Linked DNA regions of Mus musculus: region 1 is linked to region 2. A link is a contact called in public HiChIP or PLAC-seq data. All regions are on one chromosome and are shown on one strand. The core of a region is the stretch at or near the end of the contact, and the rest is flanking DNA. Distances in the headings are between cores, read along the strand shown.

Region 1 (2,700 bases), core at 60-2,559, 780 kb after region 2:
AACTCTACACAATGGACCTAAGCCTACCGCATATGTGGGAAGTCAGTATTAGGTCATCTTTGCTAAGTATGCAACACTGTGAATCTCTTGCACACAGTAGGTTCTCCACAAACATCAATGTCCTGATGTTCTTGCCCCTGACCGTTATGAAAGTAAGTTATTAAGGTTAACTAGCCACCTCAAGGTCACAGAATCAGGAATCATCAAAACTTTTCTTCAGGGTCCTTGTCCAAGGCTCTTGCTTTGCCTTTGCCCATCTTGGAAGGGAAGCTTCACTGTGGACAGTACAAGTATATTCTGGGCAGAGGCATAAACTCCTGAAAAAGCCAGAGAAGGTGGCAGAAGGCACCGGCTCTAATAAACTGCTGTGCAAAAAAATGCTTCTTTCAAGTCTCCCATGGTGATGAGTGATTTAATTTTCTGGAATGTACTGAAACCTGAGTACAGACAGTTTGAACAACACCAGTCAGGACTGTCATTATACACACACACACACACACACACACACACACACACACACACACACAACTAAACTGAGCAATTGAAAGCATCAGGTTATTTGTTCATCCTGAAAAGTCAAAAACATCTTCCCTTTCATCTTTGCACAATGACTTAAGAGTCTGTTGCCACGGTGTCAAATTTCCATCCCTGGCAGGGCCTCTTGGAAGGCAAGGCCTAGGAAACAGATTCAGTCTACGCCTGTCAGTCTGTGAAAGGACATGGGTATTTCGAGACCTCCATAAATATTTATTTTCTTGAAATTGCCTCTACATGACACTCCTCAGCCAACGCTGACATTCAGTTTTGTTTGGAGTTATGATAATTGCTGAGAGGTAGGATGAAGTGGGAAAGGGTTCGGGGTAGGAAGGACTGAAGGACAGCTCACATAACGTCAATACGTGTTCTTGGAGCACATTTGCTGTCTGAGCTAAACAAGTCAAAATGGGCCCAAGTTCGCTTCGAAATGATTCACACTCTTGGAATGCCGCGGCTCCTCCAAGCTTTCTGAGTTCCCTGGAGTCCTCCATAATGTGGGAAGGCTCCAAATCCACAAAAGGTTACCTGGATAATGAACATTACCGGATAGGATCTAGGTGAGGGTGGGGCTGGGGAGACATAGCTTGGCAAGGACTGGAAGGTATCCTGCTGCCCCTGCAGAATCAGAGCATCCTATCTCCTGCCATAAGGGAAGGTGGAGGTCAAGCAACATCCCAGCATCCACCCCTTCAGGCACATCCCAGCATCCACCCCTTCAGGCACAAGATTAGAATGCAAGGACCCTGAGGAGGTGTTAGAAGGAAGTGACTCCAGCTTTTTCTCCAGCCCTCCAGGCTGTTCGTCACACACTATCTGAAGTACTGCAGCCGTCCAAGTGGGAGAGGACATGCCAACTTTACAAGGTCTAGTTAAAGAGGAAAATGGTACTCTAAAAGTTTGGGGAGAGGTGTGAAGTTTTGTGCCCATAAGTTCTCAGGGACACCGAGGGGTCCGTGGAAGAGGCCTGGAATCTCAGTGCCCACTACGATTCTCAGTGCGGTGGCCTGAGGAGGGGCTGTCCTTTGTTTCCCTGTTTGTTTTTCGCTGGGGTGGACTTAGCTGGATTTTAAACCCAGGATTAACAGCAATCCTGGTACACAACAAAGCGAGAGAGATCAGTCTGGCCACAGAGGTGGAGTCATTCCAGGAAGATGATAGATAACAAGAAGTTGGAAATAGCGAGACGATTTCCAGCCAAACCTTAGGTTCCTCCCTCAGCTCTGGAATTTAAAACCCGCAGGAAAGCTCTGAAACTCTCAAGAGCACTGACCCTATATATATATATATATATATATATATATTGTAAGGATTAAATAAAATAGTATGTATGGGCTGTTTAGGACACTGTTCATATGGCATGCCTTCAAATCATGGTATCTAATTTTATCCCTAAAAAATGCTTCGTGGTATAAATAGGATCTAGAGGATGATAATTAGTCAAATGCATTTGTTCGTGAGCCAAACTGCTGCAGTGATTCAACCAGACAGAAGCTCAAGGAAGAAAGGACAGTGGCACACAGACAGGATTAGGCTCTCTGTTTGAGGACAGCACAGAACAGGGTCTTGCTAAGACACCGGCCAGCCCCCCACCCCCAACAGAAGTAGAACAGCAGATGCTACTTGCTGCAGCTCCGGAGAAGGGAGGGGGGCAGCGTTCCTTCTCCTTGTGCTTCATGTTGGGCACAGAAGGCAGCAATGACCTAAATAAATCCTTCATTAGACACAGAAACACAGCGGCAGAGGCAGCACACGGCAGAGCCCTGTGACAGGAGAGCGAACAGGGCCTTTCATATTACCACGTAGCTGAGGGGAAATGGAGCCTGCCAGCACATTGGAGGCTGGAGCTGGATGCTGCAGCAAGGGTGCTCCAGCTGTGCCTCAACCTCTGGCAGGCACTTTCTTAGCTGCAGGAAAGTTCGTGGGCAGGGCAGAGGGTCAGCCCTCACGCTGCATGTGGCCAACACTCATGGGTTCTGTATATTTTCCCAGAAATACCAAGATACACGTGGTATGATAGCCACAAAATCCATGTACCAACATCCTTACCTGTCATGGTACCTACTCACTGAAGGAGAAACTGAGACAGACAAAAAGCGAAAGCTCCAAAGTTGTGCACCAAGATGCTACACAGAGTAGGGTAGCATGATGCCTTAAACCAATGCC
Region 2 (2,700 bases), core at 53-2,552:
ATTATACAAAATAAGAATGCCACTCACAAACCTGCTCATGGAGCCATCATTTCTCCTATTTAACCTTAAATTTTGTTAAAACATTTTTTAAAAATGGAATTTCAACTGTCTTCACTCCATTTCTTGTCTGTCTCATATTAAAACACACACCATGACTGGAAACATTGATACAAAACAGTTTTTTTTTTCTTTAAAAAAAAACCTACTTTTTGATTATGAGCTGGAAATATTTAAGAACTCGTCAAAGTGAGACCAAAATATCTAAGCAAGTGAATCAAGGGGAGGGCCCAGAAAGAGACGAATAGTGATATGTCATCTTTCTCCTTGGCTTCGCTTAACCGAGAATGGGGTGGCCCCTTCACTTCCATGGCCCGGAACAACACGGGGAACTTAAAACAAGCTCAGGTCATTGAGGTAATGGAGTAGTCTCAGTGTGTGGAAAGGGAGTAGAGTGAACAGTCTAGCAGGGTCCTCACCTCCATGAAAAATTTGGAGTAGTAGATTGACAGCTGACTGAGTACTCATGTAAGCCAACTCACGTAAGCCAAGAACTGGCAGCTCTACTCTCATTCATACAAGCCTGCCTTCTGCACTTTCAAACTCAAGAGCTTAAGAGAAATTTCTCTACCAGGAACTTATAAACACAGAGATTTCCTGTTAGCAATTACTTAAGGCTCCGCCCAACAGTTACTTAGCAGGAGCCTGGCTCACTTATAGTAGGATCTCTCTCTCTCTCTCTCTTTCTCTCTCTCCCCCCTCTCTGTCCCCCTCTCCCTCCTCCCTTTCTTCCCTCTCCTCCCTCTCCTCCCTCTCCTCCCTCTCCTCCCTCTCCTCCCTCTCCTCCCTCCCTCTTCCTTCTCTCTTCTTCTCTCTTTGTCTGTCTCTCTCTCTGCCTGCCTCTATCTCCTTTCCCCTTCTTTCTCTGACTCTCTGTCTCTGTCTCTCTCTGTTTCTCTCTCCCCATATGTTCCTGGCCGGTCTCATTCCTTCTTTCTCTCTCCTCTCTCTTTCTGTCCTTGTCCCCTTTCTTTCTCTGCCTCTACTCTCTTCCCCAGACCTCCTTCCCAGGTCCCAAATAAACTTTCTTTTATACTAGACCAGTGTATGGCTGACACCTCGGGAGGATGCCTTGGCATGGACCCACTAAGGCACCCACTCCTGTCACATCATACCACCGAATTGTACAAAACATATCATTTCCAGCCTGGATTACCTGAAGACCATCAATCTGAGTTGTGTAAGGAAGTCTTGTAATTTCTTTCACTTTTGAGCAAGCAAATACAATTCTCTTCTGGGAGCTCCCCCTCCCTGCCTCCTTCCTGAGCAGGACCATGGGGGCAGCCTGGTGAGGTATCTCTAATAAACAGCTGAGGCTCAGCTACGGAATTTAGATGAAAAAAGTTACTGTTATCTAACTAGAGTTGTGGGAGTTGGTGAGTGAGAAATGAGAAGAGGGAATAAAGTGTTTAGAAGAGGAAGTCAAGATGTCCTATGCATAAAAATCTAGATTAATAACAAGTAATGCCATCTATGTTCATTGTGGTGATACAAGAAACAAGTTCCACTTTGTTGGCCGGATAAAAACTGAGCTCCTGTTCCCAGGCCCTGGAACCCAACCCCTGTCCTGCTTCTTCAGATGTTTCGTGTTTGTCTGCTAAGCAGTAAAGGATAGAAAGAGATGCTGTGACCCCATTATCTAAACTAAGGCATGAAAGTCATAAATGTGCTGCCTGTCTTGACTTAATTGACTACATGCAACTCGCCACTCCTTTGTTCCCTTATCATTCTAAATTCCAGGTCAGAATCCAGGAGGGGGTCAGGCTGTAAAAGCTGACTCAAGGACCCTGAAACCAGGTGACCCAGATAAGGTCCAGCCACCAATGTTAACTTCCTTGCTTAATCCCTTGTGTCAACATATGATTGATCAGTGCAGCAGTTCACCCCTCTCTCACTTGCTTTGTGTTCCCGTCCTATAAAAATGTGGTACAATCTCCCGTCAGGGACTTCAGATCTTGAACTGGCCACTTCCCTGCAAGCTCAGAAAATAAAGCTTTCATTTTTAAGCTTCTGTCTCTGAAATGAGTTTTCTTACTTCAATCCAACAATACAGCAAGAAAATCAAATACAAAGGGAACAGTATTGAGATGGAAAAGAAATAAATGTCTTATTAAAAACAACAAACTTTGTATCAGCATCAAGAGAACATGGGAAAATGATAATTCTGAGAAAACAAAACAAAACAAAACAAAACAAAACAAAACAAAACAAAACAGTGCTACCCTGAGGTTATCTGTCCCTGAGGTTATGCTATCATTTTAAAAGCCATTTGAAGTTTTATTTTAATATGAAAAGTATTTTTTCTAATTTGTGTTTATTTTTCATAATAGACCTCAGTACAGCAAATTTCAGACTGAGATTTTAATGTTGAATGGAAATGATGTTTGCAGTTAGTTTTGTTTGTTTGTTTGTTTTTTTGTTTTTTTATTTTTGGTGGTGGTGGGGTTTCAAGACAGGGTTTCTCTATGTAGCCCTGGCTGTCCTGGAACTCACTTTGTAGACCAGGCTGGCCTCGAACTCAGAAATCCACCTGCCTCTGCCTCCCGAGTGCTGGGATTAAAGGCGTGCACCACCACTGCCTGGCTGCAGTTAGTTTGAGATATAAAGAAGAACGACCAAAGATTATGTTGCTATTTGGGTATA

What was found. HiChIP or PLAC-seq counts read pairs in DNA pulled down with a chosen protein or histone mark.
Region 1: a contact with region 2 is called in an H3K27ac HiChIP or PLAC-seq map of extraembryonic endoderm stem cells. The contact joins two enhancer-like sites. A contact is called at or near these places in 2 of 484 Hi-C or Micro-C datasets (extraembryonic endoderm stem cells and stem cell-derived neural stem cells) and 4 of 115 datasets of contacts at active chromatin or transcription factors (differentiating embryonic stem cells, embryonic fibroblasts, extraembryonic endoderm stem cells and 1 more).

What each region holds. Positions count from the first base shown.
Region 1 is chr5:39,623,077-39,625,776 of GRCm38.p6, forward strand. All of the region lies in intron 1 of Hs3st1 (heparan sulfate (glucosamine) 3-O-sulfotransferase 1), which reads right to left. Among named protein-coding and RNA genes, the nearest start is that of Hs3st1, 20 kb to the right of the region's middle. Within about 2 kb of position 1,310, at least 58 of the 459 cell types and tissues checked have an H3K27ac peak or open chromatin away from gene starts, as enhancers often do. A contact at or near this core is called in extraembryonic endoderm stem cells, where this site is marked.
Region 2 is chr5:38,843,864-38,846,563 of GRCm38.p6, forward strand. All of the region lies in intron 2 of Clnk (cytokine-dependent hematopoietic cell linker), which reads right to left. Among named protein-coding and RNA genes, the nearest start is that of Clnk, 31 kb to the right of the region's middle. Within about 2 kb of position 1,303, at least 17 of the 459 cell types and tissues checked have an H3K27ac peak or open chromatin away from gene starts, as enhancers often do. A contact at or near this core is called in extraembryonic endoderm stem cells, where this site is marked.